Linked DNA regions of Muntiacus reevesi: region 2 is linked to region 1. A link is a contact called in public Hi-C data. All regions are on one chromosome and are shown on one strand. Each heading gives the region's core, a stretch centred on a gene start, on an enhancer-like site or on the middle of the called end of the contact. The rest is flanking DNA. Distances are from core to core; before and after follow the strand shown.

Region 1 (4,396 bases), core at 961-3,460:
CTTTTGACACACACCCCCATAGACAATCCTGATGATGTTTCCTTTTCTGCTGACCTCAAATCTACCACCTTCTCTCCATCTCCACCTCTGCCTAGTGCAGACCTCCCAGAGCTCTCTGCTGGGTCCTGCTATGGCCTTTGAACCCTTCTGCTTCCACTCTTGCCTCTTTACAGTCCATTCACCACCAGAAAGCTGGAGGGACCTTTCCAAAATGCAAGGTCACTCCCTCGACTAAAGCCCTTCCACAGCTTCCTTCTGCTCTCATCAGTAACCAAACTCCTGCTCACAGTTCAAAACCTGGCCCCTGCCCTCCTCCTCAACGTCACCACCTCATCTGCACCTCTCTTCCCTGTGCTGTCTGTCCTACAGCTGTGCTTCTGCGGCACCTCCGCCCTGACTCACTGCTGTACCACAGGGCCTTTGCACATCTGTTCCTCCTGCTTCCCCAGCACTTCCCCCAGGTCCTTTCCAGATTGCATCCTCTTGTTCTTCGAAAGCTGCTACACAAATGTGATTTCCTTAGGAAGACCTTCCCCCTCCTCTCTCCCACCAGACAAGTTTCCTTGTGGTACCTAGTCATGGCACGTCTCACAGTGGGTGGTTGTACATTAATTTGTATGGCTGTTGGATTAGTTTTTGCCTCCCTTATCAGACTATGAGTAACACAAGGATGGGATGACCTGGGCTCTCTCTGCCCACTGTTGTACCTAGCATAGTGTCTCATGGGCACTCAATAAATGTTGACTAAGGTAACCTATATGCAGGTCAGGAAGCAAGTTAGAACTGGACGTGGAACAACAGACTGGTTCCAAATAGGAAAAGGAGTGCATCAAGGCTGTATATTGTCACCCTGCTTGTTTAACTTATATGCAGAGTACATCATGAGAAACACTGGGCTGGAAGAAGTACAAGCTGGAATCAAGATTGCGGGGAGAAATATCAAGAACCTCAGATATGCAGATGACACCACCCTTATGGCAGAAAGTGAAGAAGGGCTAAAAAGCCTCTTGATGAAAGTGAAAGAGGAGAGTGAAAAAGTTGGCTTAAAGCTCAACATTCAGAAAACTAAGATCATGGCATCTGGTCCCATCACTTCATGGCAAATAGATGGGGAAACAGTGTCAGACTTTATTTTTTTGGCCCCAAAATCACTGCAGATGGTGATTGCAGCCATGAAATTAAAAGACACTTACTCCTTGGAAGGAAAGTTATGACCAACCTAGATATTAAAAAGCAGAGACATTTCTTTGCTAACAAAGGTCCGTCTGGTCAAGGCTATGGTTTTTCCAGTGGTCATGTATGGATGTGAGAGTTGGACTGTTCAGAAAGCTGAGCACCGAAGAATTGATGCTTTTGAACTGTGGTGTTGGAGAAGACTCTTGAGAGTCCCTTGGACTGCAAGGAGATCCAACCAGTCCATCCTAAAGGAGATCAGTCCTGGGTGTTCATTGGAAGGACTGATGCTGAAGCGGAAACTCCAATACTTTGGCCACCTCACGCGAAGAGCTGACTCATTGGAAAAGACCCTGATGCTGGGAGGGATTGGGGGCAGGAGGAAAAGGGGATGACAGAGGATGAGATGGCTGGATGGCATCACCAACTAGATGGACATGAGTTTGGGTAAACTCTGGGAGTTGGTGATGGACAGGGAGGCCTGGTGTGCTGCGATTCATGGGGTTGCAAAGAGTCGGACACGACTGAGCGACTGAACTGAACTGAAGGGTAGCAAATGAGACTCGTAAAATACCTGATAGCACCTGAAAGTTGGTTCATTATTATTATTCAGAGGCTTCCTGAGGGGGTGGGGTTTGAGCAGGACCTTCAGGTGAGGGGGCAGAGCAAAGGCGAAGCTCCGAGTTCGGATGGCCTGGAAAAGCCACGCCTTTGCCTCTCACCTCATTTCTCATTTGTAAAACGGGCAAGGGTTGGAAAAAATGAACGGAGGCTCTGGCTTTCCACGGCCCTGGCATCCTCACAGCCTCCATATTCTCCGTAAGAGGGTTACCGCCCCACAGGCCCTGAATTAGGTCCACCCAGTTTTTTGCACAGACCTGTGTCCTCCCAAGCCCCCAGTATACGGTCTGCAGTCCCGTGATCGGCCACCGAGCGGCGCTCAGAGACCAGCCTGCTGCCCGCCGTATCGGTGAAGACACTCCCCCGGCCGGTTCGGTGCATGGGCCTGCCCGTCGCCGCTTCCCTCCCGCCCTCCTCCTGTCCGCAGCGTCGGGGCCGACCGCCACCAGCAGCCATGCTGGGCGCGCGGACCTTACGGTGCCGCGGCTTCCTGCTGCTCGGGACCGGGCCAGTCCTCGCCTTGAGCTACAGGTACGGGCGGGCGAGGGGCACGCTTCAGCACCCGGCGCCTGCGGAGCCCCGGGGTCAGTTGTCCTGGCGCTGGTCCCCTGTGCCTGCCCGGTCACCTCCCCACCCCATGCCTGCCTTCCCCCCCAGACTAGGACCAGCTCCTGCGACCGGGCTCAGACAGTAATCCTCTCCTCTCTCCCTCCCCTCCAGCTGCAGGGCTCGCTTGCCGCAGGAACTCTCCAGGAAGCCTTCCTTGAACCCCAATGCTGGGCCAAGGGTTCTTGTCCGACAGCACTCTGGGCTGGCCTGTCACAGCGCTTGATGCTGCAAAGGCTTGTCATTACTTAGGCCTGCCCTTCCCAGGCCGAGCTCCCTGAGATCAGACCCAGTTACTGATTCTCTGAGGGTAATGGGGATCTGGCACAGGACCTGGCCCCCCAGAAGTGCCCACTGGATGAATATTGAGTGAGGGAGTCCCTGATGCCATTTGAATTTCTTCTCCTTGCCCCTCACCTGGCCCAGTCCTACACACAGCAGCCTTCCTGCCCAGATCATATACCCAGGCAGGCATGCCAGAGATACCTCCAGCCCAGTCACCCTGGGTGGGGCCCGGTGAGGGGGAGAGAATGGAGCCTGAAAGACCATTCCACCCATTGTGACTCGCCCTGACCTCACAGTCATCATCGTTCCCACCACCAGGTCGAGAGGTTGGGGGAGACTAACCTGGCAGGGAGCCCCCAATGAGCCACCTTTCTTCACCCCCCCATAAACACAAGGGGGAACACAAAGGCCACGGTCTCCCCCGTGGTTCAGAAAGGTGGGTTGGGCTGGGAGCAGGGGGTTCCGGGAGAGGTACCACGGGGCATGGGGGGTGGGGGGATGGTCAGGTGGGCCTCTGGGCTGGGTGTAGGTGGAAGCAGTGGAAACTCCTGGTCTGATCTGCCTGACCCACCTGCCCACACCAGGGGTAGCTCCTCCCGGGACAAGGACCGAAGTGTAACGGTCAGTAGTTCGGTGCCTATGCCTGCTGGAGGGAAGGGGAGCCGGACTAACTGCCCTCAGTCCACGCCCCAGAAGGTCCCCAACCGCCTGATCAATGAGAAGTCACCGTACCTCCTGCAACATGCCTACAACCCTGTGGACTGGTGAGTCCTCTCCTGATGCCCTCCTGGGGCAGCTAGACCCTCAATCTTCCTACTGCCCCCCTCCCAAGCTAGTGAGTGATGCCCCACTCTACTGGCCTTAGGTACCCCTGGGGACAGGAAGCCTTCGACAAGGCCAAGAAAGAAAACAAGCCAATTTTTCTTTCAGGTACTGCATCCACCATTCCTGGGATGGGCGCAGGGGAGTGGTGGTAGATAGGGGATGGGTCCTTTGGGCCTGGGGCCTTCCAGGAAACTAGATGCTAGGGCATTGTAGGCCCAGTTGGAGCCCTTTGGCTGCCCCTCTCTGACCAGTCACTGGTCGTGGCCCCATACCAGTGGGGTACTCCACCTGCCACTGGTGCCACATGATGGAAGAGGAGTCCTTCCAGAACGAGGAGATTGGACGCCTGCTCAGTGAGGACTTTGTCAGTGTGAAGGTGGACCGGGAGGAGCGGCCTGATGTGGACAAGGTGTATATGACCTTTGTGCAGGTGAGTGGTCTTCCCTTGGATGGGTGGCTGCCCGTGTACGTGGGGCTGCTCCCCTCACCCTTGCCCTCTCTCTGCCAGGCCACCAGCAGTGGCGGGGGCTGGCCCATGAGTGTGTGGTTGACTCCCAACCTACAGCCCTTTGTGGGGGGCACCTATTTTCCCCCTGAGGATGGCTTGACCCGAGTTGGCTTCCGCACGGTGTTGATGAGGATACGGGACCAGGTGGGTATGCCCTGGGGGATGGAGGGGGCCGGGGGTCAAGGGTGAGGGAAACAAGGGGTCCTCACCCCATGCTGACCTCCAGGTCTGCCCCCTGCCTCCCACAGTGGAAACAGAACAAGAGTACCCTGCTAGAAAACAGTCAGCGGGTCACCACCGCTCTGCTGGCTCGGTCAGCGATCAGTATGGGTGACCGCCAGCTGCCGCCTTCCGCTGCCACCATGAACAGCCGCTGCT
Region 2 (5,034 bases), core at 2,070-4,569, 260 kb after region 1:
CCGAGGCCCAGGGTGGACCCTCCCATGTCCTGCCCTGCACAGATGCTGACAGGTCACGTGTCCCACAGCTGAAGGTCTCCCCTGTCTGCCTCCACCATCTGCTGAGGCCCCATAATTATTTCAAGGCCACTACAGTCTCACTCTGAGGGGAGAGTTCACACAGCCCTGTAATGTAACCCAGGCCCTGGGCTGCTCAGGCAGGGGGTCCCCAGCTGCATAATGAGCCGCCAGCTTTATTGAACTCCTTGGCTTGGCTCTGACTAATCACCTCCTCTAACCAAGGCTGCCTGGCCTTCTGAGAATCCATTTGAGTACCATTGCTGAGGACTTCCTTCTCCCCAGCACCCCAATTCCTGCGCCTCAAATCTGTCCTCTTCCTCAGATATGTTTAAATAACCAGGATCAGGGCAGGGAGGCCCCCAGGGGGTTGGCCTCTCTCATCCATCTGGGAGAAAGTGTGACTGTCTCAGGTCTGGGAGCCCAAGCAGGATGGACCAGAATGGGCTGCTGCTTTGACTTTGCTGGGGCCACCTCAAGCAGAACCCAGACCTACAGCTCCCACCCCTACCCCCTTTCCTAAATCCTTGTACTTCCCTCTCACCTCTGTTACTGAAGGCCTATGCCCCAGGAAGGAGGGCCTTAGCTGAGGAGGCATCCAAGAAGAAGTATAAGAAATAGGGTCCTGCTCAGGCTTCAAGACCCAGCCCATGTCACGGGCCCAGCAGGCACCCCAGGCTTCTCCCTCCTGCCATGCCTCGGCACTTGTAAGGATCCCCAAGACTGAATACTACTCTTATGCTTTTGCATGTTTGTTTTCTGGCCAAGACTGTGCCCTCCCTGTGGACGAGGACTGCCATCTACCCCTGTGTACCCACAAATTAGCCCAGAGTAGGTGCTTTAGAAAACATCAAGAAGGGAGCGGGAGGAGATGCTTCAAGAGGTAAGAGGTTTGGTCTGTGCATGAGGGACACGGCATCTGAGATGATGCTTGGGGTCCCTATGGATCTCCAGGTGTCCCCACCATGTTTATAGCGGACGTCTCTGGAGGGAAGAGACCTGGCCCATTTAGGAAGCAGTGTCCGTGTGTTGTTGTCAATATTCTAGTGGTTTGGGAATTGTTCTGCTAAGGGTGATCTTGAGGTCAAGGGTCATCCAGAATTCTCTGTCCTGGCTGACTTCCTACTGGCTATACCTAGAGTAGGCTTTGAGCCCGTCCAAGAAGGTATGAAGGGTCCTTGGGCCCTCTGCCTTCCCACAGTGGTGGAGTTCTGTGACAAGGTCAGGATCCAGGCCCTTCCAGACAGATCTACGCCTGATTCCTTGGGGAGGGTGAAAGGCAGAGGACACCCGCAAGTTCAGGTCCCTGCTCAGGCTGACCCACCCCATCTCCATTCCCCAGAGGCCTGAGTAGGTGGGAACAGACAGCTGAGCCCTCAGCTGTCCCGGGGAGTTGGTGAGCATGGGTTCCCCTCCACCCTCCAGAGAAGGGCATGAAGGGAACAGAGTCAGAGGGAGCCAGATCCAGGGACTGTGGGAGAGAAGGCCCAGGAGGAGAGGACTTCAAAGCACTCCCTGAACAGCTTATAAACAAGCTGAGCTGGTGAGGCAGCCAGCAGGGGCCTTTCTGGAGGGGCTGGAAGCATGCACCGGGCTGTGTGAAGAGCAGAGGACTGGGGTCAGAGAGGGGAAGGCCAGAGCCTGGCGACCCCAGCCAGGCCCACCTCACCCCTCTGCGGCTTGGTTTCTTCTCTCATAAAACTGAGCTCACAGCCACACCTGGGTTCCCTCTGGGACTGGCGTGAGGGTCAGCATGACGATGTAGGTGAAAGTGCTGTGTGGGCGCCAAGCCCTGATCAGATGTTATTTATTATTCTGAGCTGTGTTTTGGTGGGAGACTTGGAAGGGCTAAGAGGGAGAGCCAAGCCTACTAGGGCCCCTTCTTCCCCAGCGCTGTTTTGAGAGTTCTCAGAGCAGAATGGCCGGGAGTGGGGCCTGGGCAGGGGGAGGCCCACAGCTCTAAATAGGACCGGGCTGGTCGGGAGACTTCCCCTCTCCTCCCCCACCTCTGGCCTATGTCCCTCCCCACTCACCTCCCTCCTAATGGTCTCAAGTGACTCCCAAGAAATCAGCCTCCTTTTCCTAGATACCTGTCTCATGTAATGGGGCTGTGACAGTTTTTCTAAGTCCTGCTCAGAAATGTGTCACTGTCCATTTCCCTTTGTGATATCAAAGGAGGCAGCACAAACCATGTTCATCAAGGGCTGTGCTGAGGCCCAACTCGGAGCAGCTGGAACACGGGTTTATGAAATTACAGGGAATTCAAAGCAGCCGGCGTCGCCTGCTGTCTGGCTTCATTACTGGGACCAGCCTCAGAGGGAAGTTTATTCCAATAATTTAGGGGATTAGGATCTGACACCCTTCATTAGCTCTTTGACATAAGCAGAAAAGACAGATCTTGCAGAATGACCCACAGACAGGAAGGAATTGGCTCAGGGGAGGAGGCAATACCCTGCCCGAGAGGAAGAAGCAAAATCCTCAGGGTGGAGGGAGGGGCACGCCCTTCTACAGAGCAGCTAGAGGTTGGGATCTGGGCTTGGCACTCAGTTTCCCCATCTGTGAAAAGATTGGGGCCGCACCCCTATCTACTGCCCCTGGGACACAGCAGCTTGGTTACTGCTCCCCAAATCCTTTGCAGTTGGCCTTGAAAAGGTAACCTCTCTCTTCCCCACCCCCTGGCAGCTTCTGGATCTTTTCCTGGCTCCTCCTCCAATACAGTCCTTGATGTTTCACAAACTTCTTGTCCAGCTTGGAGAGACTAGAGCCGGGTTGCCCCTTGACAGCAGTTTGACAGCTTGGTGGGGAGGGGTGATTTCAAAGGCCCTGCAAAGTAGGGTCCATGCATTAATGGTGGGGTCACATAGCTGTGTGACACAGGGCAAGTTGCTTACCCTATCTTTTCCTCAAATCTAAAATGAAGGTACAGTTTGTTGTGAGGATTAAATGAGAAAATGCACACAGTCTGACCCACGTTACAACCCCAGGAAATATCCTACTGCTGCTTACCAGGGGTGACCTTCTCCTTCATAAAGTGGGGAGATGACAGCCAACTGGCTCTTCCTGGGTAAAAGCTTCATGGTCGTTAGTGAGGCAGCTCGGCAGCCCAGCACTGTCCTGAGACACTGTGACCACGTAGGTTCTCTTGGAGCGGGGAGTGTGTCAGTCGAGGAGCAGGAATGTGATACGTCCCGGAGCTGGGGGAGCTGGAGCATAGCTGGTATGTGTCTCTGGAATGATTTGGGGAAAATTCACCGAAGTTGGAACTTGAGACGCAAACTACCCAGGATAGAGAGATAGGGGGCTGTCCGCACATCCCTCCACCCTGGGACCTGGTGCTGGGGTGGGAGTCGGCTTACACAGAACAGGCTGCTCAGGCCCGCCCTGGAATGGCCGTGAACTTGTTGTTTTTCCACGTCATTTGCTCTCAGATGTACTATCGGGCCGGCGATGCTAACCCTGCGGCAGCAGGTCCCTCCTTGTAACAAGTGAGTGTGTGTTCTTCGGAGGTGGCCAACGGGAGGAGGGGGCCCGGCTGAGAGGTGGGGGGAAGGGAAGCAAGCCTCTTCATGTAGTACAGTGAGCTTGCGTGTCCTGGAGCCAGCTCCCCTCAAAGCACATGCCATTTCTGGCCCCTGAAGGGGTTAAAGGCCTCCTGGAGTCAAAAACAAGCAGGTGTCCCACCGTGCCAGATACGCCGCCTAAACTGCTTCCAGCTTTTTTTTTTTCCTGCAACAAGTCTGTGATCAGCCACAGGACAGAGGAGCCGGCAGCCTGCCTGTGACAGGCGTCAGGTTAGCTCGCTCCCACTTGGGTGGCGTGCCCAGGACATAAATCCAGGCTCTGGCCCCGGTGCGGCTCCTCTCCCGGCACACTCCGGAGAAGGAACTCCCTTTATCTGAGGCTCCACAGCCCAGCGGACCCCACAGACTCGGTGGAGGCAGCCTCAGCAGCCGCAACAGCCCAAGGAGGCCCACTGGGGTGGGCAGGGCAGGTGTCTGCCTCCCTGAGGAGCAGAAGGCCCAGGGGGCCCCCAGCCCTGGCGTCCTCTCAGAGGAGGTCTCTGGCCACCGCAGACCTCAGCATGTGGGCCCTGCGGGGCTGCCGTTCCTGGTCCCGCTGGGGGCAGGGGGCAGCCCTGCTGTTGCTGCTGCTTGGGGTGCCCCCTCGAGGCCTGGCCCTGCCGCCCCTCCGATACTCTCACGCCGGCATCTGTCCCAACGACATGAATCCCAACCTCTGGGTGGATGCCCAGAGCACCTGCAAGCGGGAGTGTGAGACGGACCAGGTGAGTGTGAATCCAGAGGCCTGAGCCAGGCCAAGCAGTCTTGGTGGTGAGGCAGAGTGGGAGCTGGGTGGTGAGAACGACTCAAAATGTGAAAGAACCTGGCCCCGGGCCACATGGACATGAACAGGGTGTGATGTCTTAACTTCGAGGCCTGGAAGAAGAGATGAGCGTGATGTCAAAATTTCTCAGGGGCTGGAAATCCTCAGATTCCTGGTCTCAGGTCTGCTGAGGGCTGCTCTGAGCCAGCACTATGCCAGGCACATCAGAGAGACAGGCACAACCCACCCGCAGCCTGTCAACAGGTGAGAAACTCAGGGCACTGCACTGAACTGCACAAGGCTCCAAGGTCAGGGAGGTCAGATCCGCATCCATCTGACCACAAAGCTGATGCTTCATCCAGCCTCTGGGCCACCTCTGGGGGTTAGGCCCTGACCCTGACATCAGTGCGGGCTGATGGGGAGGGTGGGCAGGAGTGGCTCTCTGGGTGTCTGTGAGAGGGAAGTGGGCTAGGTTTCAACCTGGGAGATCCCTTAATCCTCCCAGTGCTCAGGGCAGGCCTGGCTCAACCTGGTTCTAGGACAATTCTCTCCCTGCACCTGCATTCAAGGGTTGTTCCTGTTACTTCTCCCAAGGTGAAGAGCCTGCTAGTACCTCGCACCTGCCTAGGCAGAGGTAATTCCTGACAGTCTGGC

Evidence for each region. Hi-C and Micro-C count contacts between places; a contact is called where the count stands out from the background.
Region 2: a contact with region 1 is called in a Hi-C map of muscle, with 5 times the contacts expected there. The contact joins the promoter of WFIKKN2 here to the promoter of SPATA20 in region 1. A contact is called at or near these places in 2 of 3 Hi-C or Micro-C datasets (blood and muscle).

Annotation. Positions count from the first base shown.
Region 1 is chr18:26,166,600-26,170,995 of mMunRee1.1, forward strand. SPATA20 (spermatogenesis associated 20) reads left to right here and starts at 2,211. Exons shown (of 18, transcript XM_065910449.1): 1 at 2,211-2,325; 2 at 2,515-2,710; 3 at 3,004-3,121; 4 at 3,270-3,449; 5 at 3,551-3,615; 6 at 3,786-3,940; 7 at 4,019-4,162; 8 at 4,267-4,396. The coding sequence starts at 3,045.
Region 2 is chr18:26,421,196-26,426,229 of mMunRee1.1, forward strand. WFIKKN2 (WAP, follistatin/kazal, immunoglobulin, kunitz and netrin domain containing 2) reads left to right here and starts at 3,320. Exons shown (of 2, transcript XM_065909489.1): 1 at 3,320-4,342. The coding sequence starts at 4,139.